Regions from separate parts of the Mus musculus genome. Here region 2 is linked to region 1. A link is a contact called in public HiChIP or PLAC-seq data. All regions are on one chromosome and are shown on one strand. The core of a region is the stretch at or near the end of the contact, and the rest is flanking DNA. Distances in the headings are between cores, read along the strand shown. Region 1 holds the start of Pou2f1 (POU domain, class 2, transcription factor 1). Region 2 overlaps Dusp27 (dual specificity phosphatase 27 (putative)).

Region 1 (3,540 bases), core at 598-3,097:
ATGACTTCAAATTTGTACCTGCCAGGAATAGTGTTGTTTACTTCACTTTAAATTATATTCCAAGATTTCCCTTATAGTAATATAATTTTGTCATATTTCCAGATATTAATTGTAACATGGTTCAAATTTGCATTTCCTTTACTGTGCTGGTTTGTGTATTTTGAAATAATTATAGGGTGGACCAATTATTTGGTTTAAGCAGTCATGTGCACACCCTAAGGCTTAATTACTTCGAATAAATCAATCTCACCTCAAATCACTAGCTGTAACAGACAGACAGTTTTAGGTGTACTTGTGCAGAGTAAAGAATTCAACAAGCAACCTCGGGCTCACAATGAAAACTTTAACCGCTAAAATAATTGCTTCCAGGTAGGGATCTGTTTATTTAGGGTGTTTAGGGCTGTGTGTGTGTGTGAGTGTGTGTGTGTGCAGAACCTGCAGTTTTACCCAGTTGAAACTTAGGAATACCCCTCTCAAGGACAGCCTAGGACCTATTTATTCTTACCACACAATATTTTTGTTTTTATCCTTAGAAATTTTTTTAGGAAAATCTTGGGACTTGTCAAGAATTAGTAAAATAGATTTGGGTCTTCATCCAGGCCTTTTTTTTTTTTTTTTTTTTTTTTTTTTTTTGCAATAAAGGAGCAATCTGGGCAATATTTTGGCTAATTACTTAGGAAGATGGTCACAAGAGGAATATCACCACCCCCACCCCCCGCCCCCCGCGATCGTATTTACTGAACGACAGAGCAAAGAGAATTCGTAACCGTTGGCGCTATTGCCAACTTGCATGGTTTTAATCAGGTCAGTTTACAATTAGCCTTTAAAAGGTGCTCCAGAAGAAAAAAAAAAAAAAAGAAAAAAGAATCCCTACGCAGATGGGGTCTGTTTGTTTCGCACGGGTGGGCGCGTGCAAGGGCGTCCGGGCGACTCGGACGGCCGCTCCCACAGAGGCTGGGCCGGGCACGCGCGACAAGTGGAGGCGACTCTTTGCCTGGCTAATTAGAGCCGCCAGGACACGCCCCCAGGAGTCCGCCCGCCGGCCCCGCCCCGAATCTGCGGCGTGGGCTGAGGCGCGGGGCGGGGATTAGCTCGGATTCAAATTTAAAGCGGGACGTCCGCGCGTGGCCCAGCAGGTGCCTCGTGCCCGTTGCCCGCCGAGGGCGTTTCCGCCCCCACCTGCACACAGGGCCGGAAATTACCTCGGCGGGGAGCGGTCCCCTCCATTGTCGCAGTCAACTGCGAGGGAGTCCTGAAAAAGTGCGCGGCCGTGGAGCGCTCGCTAGTCCCTCACGCGTGTCCTCGCGGCGAGACGCCGGGCATGTTGCCCTTTTACAGTACCGCCGTGGAAACCCCGAACTTATCCGGGAGGGGACTAACACGGAAGACGGGAAGCCCATCCCGAGACGTAAACAAGCACTTGACATACTACACTTTGGGGTGAAGCCGCGCTCCCGGGGGGAGGGAGGGGGCGAAGAGACGCGCATGCGCTTCCTACCTCTCCGGCGCGTGGAGAAAACTGCGCGTGCGCACAGCGGCGCGGACGGGAGGGGGAAAGAAAAAAAAACAAAACAAGGAAGAGATGATTGGCAGGTTAGGGGGCACTTTAGAAGCCTGAGGGGGCGGGGTCCCTGCAGCCTGGACGCGCGTGCGCACCGCGCGCGCAGGGGGGTGGAGCTCTTCCAAGGGGGCCGGCGGAGAGCAGCGCCGGCCTCGGGCGCCCCCTGGCGCGCGCCTCGGGAGAGGAAGGAACGGGAGGGTGCGGAGAGGAGGGAGGCGGCGAGCAGGGCGGGAGGGGGAGGGGAGCGGGAGCGAGGGAGGGTTTATCGACCGGGCGATTTTGGTTAAAATATTCAAAATGGCGGACGGAGGAGCAGCGAGTCAAGATGAGAGTTCAGCCGCGGCGGCAGCAGCAGCAGGTAATCATTACAGCATTTTACATATTCATATTCATACTCGAGCCGGGCTCCCGCTGCCCCCCCCGCGACTTAGCATAATTTATTAGTACTCAGGATTATTATAATTAACGGCGAGGAGATGGGGGGCCGGGGAACACAGCCCCCTCTGGGCGCCGAGCGGAGGGGGAAAAGGAGCTCGGAGCGGCCGGGCGGAGGGGGAAGAAGACCCGGGGCAAAGGGGGCTGTGAGCCACCGCGCTCCTCCTGCCCCCGGCCCACCCCGCGGCTGCCGCGCCGGCCCGCCCGCCGGCACCGGCCCTCCTCCTCCGCCGGCCGCCGCCGCCTCCTCGCACGGTGCCCGAATCTAAGCGGGTCCACGGCAGGCGGCGGGGCCGGGGCACCGGGAGAGGACAATAAAGACATTTTACATATTCATAGCTGCTGGGCTGGCGGGGCGCGGCGGGGTGCGGGCGGGAGACCTGGACGGGCGGTGGGGGGGCGTGGAGGGGCCAGAGGTGGCGGCGAGCACAATGCCGGTGGGCGGCGGGGCCCGAGCGGACCCCGGTGGCCGGACACCCGCGCGGCGCCCCCCCAGGATTGGGAGCCGGCGCGGGCTCGGGCTGGGGAACGCTGCTCGCTGCGGGACGCACCGGGGAGTGGTGCCCTGCCCCCGGCCGTGCGGGGGGTCCGCGTGGGGCCGAGCCCGGGGGTCACGGCCCGGGGCCCCTCAGCCGCGCCCTGCTCGTGCCCGGGGCAGCGGCCTGACCCCAGCCAGTCCGTGTCTCTGGTTAGGGGCAGCGTGGCGTGGGCCCTGTGAGCTGGCCTTCGGGTTGTGAGCTCGCTCTGGGGTCCCCCGGACCCTTTGGAGGCTGGGCTAGGTGGGAGGAACCCTCGGGGAAGTTCCCCTCCGTGGAAATGGCTTCGGTTGTCCGTGTGTCCCGGGCCCTCACCCAGAGGTCCGCGCTGCTGTGGGTCGCGCGGGACAGTTGGGTTGGAGGTGCTCGCGGGGTCTGGTAGCTCCTCCGCGCACATCCCCCCCCCCCCACGCGCTGGTAGCCTTGGGGACCCTCTCGCTCTGAGGCCTCGGAGCTCTCGGAGGTCACCCGAGAACTGGACCGTAAAGGATTGCCCTCCTGCCCTCAAAGGGCTGGCCTGACAAGTTGATCATATTCTAGATTTCTCCTGTACTGCGGGGAGCGGGGGTGGTGGCTAGACACGGAGATCCCCCTCCCTGACTGTGTGTGGTAGTGCTTTCTAGCTGCGTGCTGGGTCTTCTCTACTTGCTTCTCATTTGAATAATGTCTAATTCAGGGAGGTTTATATTCTTGAAATGGCCGCCTGGCTTTCCCCGCCTCTCATGTTTAGTAATTCAGACCTTTAATAACAGCCACTCACAGCCCAACGCCGTGTTTATATTTTACATTCGCCCCATGTGCTTTTGTGGTTCGATATGATTCTTTTTTTTTTTTTTTCCTTCTCCTCCTCCTTGGCAATCCACAGGACTCTGAGATCAAACCCAGTCTGTGCTGGGAAGACAAGGAGAGAACTAGGCCTGGACTGCCCTAGTTGCCTAGGCCCTGTTCTCTGCTGCTTGATTTATTTACTAATAACCAAAATGACTCCCCCATCAACTGCCACTCGAG
Region 2 (3,540 bases), core at 602-3,101, 100 kb before region 1:
CCATGCTACCAAGAGACACAGGAAAGAATTTCAAGACAGGACCCTCATGGCCTGAGGATACACCAGACAGTCACAGGGCTCCTGGTTTCTAGTTTCTTTCTCCCTCTATGACAGATAAGAAGGCTGTAATAGCTAGTCACCTGCTTCAGTCCTGTTTCCAAACCCTGGAGATTTTGTCTGGCAGACTCTGGTTCTCTGGTTATCTACTGTGAGTCCTATCAACGACAGCCAGTCGAATGGCCTCTGGGCAAGCACTTGTTCCTTGGGGTGTGGAAAGGTATGTTCTGAAGAAAATGAGGGGATGATGGCTTGGGAGAATACAGTACAAATACACAATTTAAAGGGAAAAATAAACACACCGAAGGGTAGGTAAGGTGTAGACACAGTCTTGCTCAAGCCCAGCGCTGCCTCTGGTGACACTCTTTCATCTTTGAAACAGGGTCCCTATCCAGATGGGCCTTCCACCCCCCAATCATCCCAGTTGCTAAACAAAGTGATGACTGTGTACGTTGGCCATCTTCCTGGAGCCATTTTATCGATAGAAAGTTTTCATCCTGTCAGTGGTGGCGGGGACAGAGGCACAGCTCCATACCATTACCCACATCAGCCTGAGGCTCTCCCTTAATCTTTTGGGGACCTCCTCTGAGGTACAACCAGATCCTTGACACAAAAGGATTTCAGGATGAGCCAGTATGAGGCAGGCTTGGTGTTTATTAAAAGACATTTTTAGCACATTTCAAAACAGGGGTTGATAGAAAGAGAGGAGCTTAAGAAGAAAGCGGGGCACCCCAGGAGCATAGGCATTGGCTGCCGCGACAGAGAGCCACTTGGCTGCCTTCACAGTAGCCACACACGCCGTTCTGGTAGGGCTCCAGAGCTATTATCTTTAAAGGATTTCAAGTTTAAATGAGACCTCAGGGTGGTTCCTGAAGGGCACCGGACAGGATGGCTGTTGATAAGGTCAAACTCTGGATCGCTGGGGATGCGGGAAGTTAAGCGTCTTCACTATAACCAAAGTTCATAGACTTGTTTGAGATCCCCCAGAAAATGTCAGGGAGAGAAATGAAACCTGTCCGAGGTCACACACATCCAGGCCTTAAACCTATATCATTGCTGTTGTAACAAAATGTCCATATATGAAAGGAATGCTATCATTATGAGGGCCATCTTTGCAGCACTGTTACCTAGTTGCTGGAACTCTTGCTCCCCATTGGTGAGAGGCTTCAACGGGGTGGGGGTGGGGCTCATCCCCATTCCCCTGTCCCCACAATTTTCCCTGTCTTCCTGCCTTGCTTTAATGATACAGTTGTTTTACTTCGTCATGGAGGGTGCCCGCTGAAGTTCTGCTCAGCGCCTCTTGCCTGGTGCTGTGGCTAGGTCCTCCCATATGCTAGACAAGTTCTGTCCTGTGAGTGATCCCGTTGCCTGTGGCCCCTGCACATAGGAGAGGAAAGAGAACAATCCTGCTCTTGCTTGGATGAAGCGAGTGGAAACCCTAAGGCCCAGCTCCCCCTGTCTCTCCTTGTCCTTCAGGCTGCTTCCCTCAGGTTCTGCAGAAGAAGCCCAGGAGCAAAGGACACAGCAAAGAAAGACTTGCCCCCATTCCTGGCCTGCTTTCTGCTAGCCTGCTTCCTGCTAGGGCAGGATTCGACGCCCTCGTGACGAACACTAGGCAGTACCGTCCTGAAAGTGAGCTGGCTTGTCAAAGGACAAGTGCAGGATCTTGATCTTAACAGCAGAGGTTGTGACCCTGCACGAAGGTTAAGAAAAAGGTCCTTCGGTGAGGCCCAGGTGTGGTGGGAAGGGCTGAACAGGAAACAGAGGCCTTTATTATTTTGGCTCTGCTCACTTACCCCCTCTAGTGGCTGCTGCCTCCTGGCAATAGCAGCCTCCCTGGGCCCTGGGTCCTTGTAGGTTTCAGTCTCTGACCTCTTGTGACAAAGGCATGGCCTTACTGGCGCAAAAAAAATATATAATAATAAAGGAATCATCCCCAGCTCCTATTATCAGCTAGGACTCCTGCCGATTTAGCAAACATCTCCAAAGGCTGTTGGCAAATAGATTGATGGCAGCCAGGAAGAAGGTCTCCAGGGGTCTCAGGCTGCATCTTAAACAGCCATTAGAATGAAGGTACTGACAGAGTGTCTGTCACATTTATGAAAGATGCAAAGCAGAAGGGGAGGCCAGGGGACAACATGTCTGCTGAATGGTACAGCTGAGACTTCCGGAAGCTTCTGTAGGCTGGAAGAACAGACCACATAGACCAAAAGTATCCGTAGGGATTTGTGATGTTATCCTTATGCTTAAAACATACTACAAGATGAGAGACATGACTTAGTGGCAGGTGGAATTTTTTCCAAGTTTTATAGATTTCAGTTGATATAGAAGAATTTAAGGTCATTGTTTGACCTGTTATCCTCACTGCAAGCAATGCTATGGTTTAGATGGCCGAGTGCCCCCTCCCAGGGTTTCCTGACCTGAAAATTAACCCCAGTTGGTTTTTAGACAATGAGAGGGTGGAAACTGGTCTAACACTAGAGTTTGAAGATGCAGCATTTAAGAGAGGATCAGATAAGGTCGTTAGGATGGAGGCCTCACGACTTAATCCTGGTAGCTTTTTTTTTTTTCTTTTCTTCGAGACAGGGTTTCTCTGTGGAGCCCTGGCTGTCCTGGAACTCACATTGTAGACCAGGCTGGCCTCGAACTCAGAAATCTGCCTGCCGCTGCTTCCCAAGTGCTGGGATTAAAGGCATGCACCACCACGCCCTTCTTGTAGCTTTTTAAGAGACAGAGATTAGGGGCACATGTGCATGTGTGTGTGGTGTTCGTGTGTATGTGTGTGTGTGTGTGAGCGCACCCCCCACACACACACACACACACTTTACGTCTTTTACCCTCTGCTGCGACTGCCTCAGGACTCTACCATCAGAAAGGTTGTTATTAGATACAACCTCTAAATGATGCACCTTCAGAATCATAATAGCCCCTCCCCCTAAAAAAACCCTTACTTTCTTTATAAAGTAACCTGCCTCAGGTATTTTGTTATAGTAGTGAAAAATGATCAATACAGATGGCATGAGTGAAGGCTAGGTGTCCAGGACAAATGATGAGGGAACCTACTCTATGTGAGTTGTCTAAACTGGAAATACCTTGTTCTATCCTAGAAACAATTCCTCATGAAAACAAACTAACTAACTAATAGTTCAATGTTTTGATTTAATATTAGGGAGAGGGTGGCTATAGTCAGGAGGGAAAAGCTTAAAAGACTCAGAAAACCAAAACAAAGCAAAACAAATATGATAGTGATTTTTGTAAGGGCCTTTGTACAAAGGGTCTGCTTCATACAGATGAGTTTGTGGTTGATCCCAGAACATCAGCATAGACGCGCTGGAGGCAGTAGGCTATACTTTACCCAAATAAATGAAAGAACTCTCCAAAAGTTAGATCTGCCCCATGGAAGGAGGTGTGTGTGTCTGTGGATCTGTGAGCCCATGAGTTCCCATTGCTGTCAGCATCCTGCAGGGCCCCGATGGTGGGGGT

Evidence for each region. HiChIP or PLAC-seq counts read pairs in DNA pulled down with a chosen protein or histone mark.
Region 2: a contact with region 1 is called in an H3K4me3 HiChIP or PLAC-seq map of the SCID.adh cell line, with 14 read pairs. The contact joins the enhancer-like site here to the promoter of Pou2f1 in region 1. A contact is called at or near these places in 6 of 39 promoter capture datasets (the 3T3-L1 cell line, cranial neural crest, embryonic stem cells and 3 more), 3 of 15 datasets of contacts at CTCF or cohesin (CD8 T cells, the G1E-ER4 cell line and embryonic stem cells), 29 of 484 Hi-C or Micro-C datasets (8-cell embryo, the C2C12 cell line, the HPC-5 cell line and 11 more), 22 of 115 datasets of contacts at active chromatin or transcription factors (the HPC-7 cell line, the SCID.adh cell line, Th17 cells and 8 more) and 3 of 9 other capture datasets (adipose tissue, liver and pancreatic islet).

What each region holds. Positions count from the first base shown.
Region 1 is chr1:166,000,941-166,004,480 of GRCm38.p6, reverse strand. It overlaps Pou2f1 (POU domain, class 2, transcription factor 1), which reads left to right and starts at 1,847. Exons shown (of 16, transcript NM_198932.3): 1 at 1,847-1,919. The coding sequence starts at 1,859.
Region 2 is chr1:166,101,707-166,105,246 of GRCm38.p6, reverse strand. All of the region lies in intron 5 of Dusp27 (dual specificity phosphatase 27 (putative)), which reads left to right. Among named protein-coding and RNA genes, the nearest start is that of Dusp27, 24 kb to the left of the region's middle. Within about 2 kb of position 1,851, at least 24 of the 459 cell types and tissues checked have an H3K27ac peak or open chromatin away from gene starts, as enhancers often do. A contact at or near this core is called in the SCID.adh cell line, bone marrow-derived macrophages and double positive thymocytes, where this site is marked.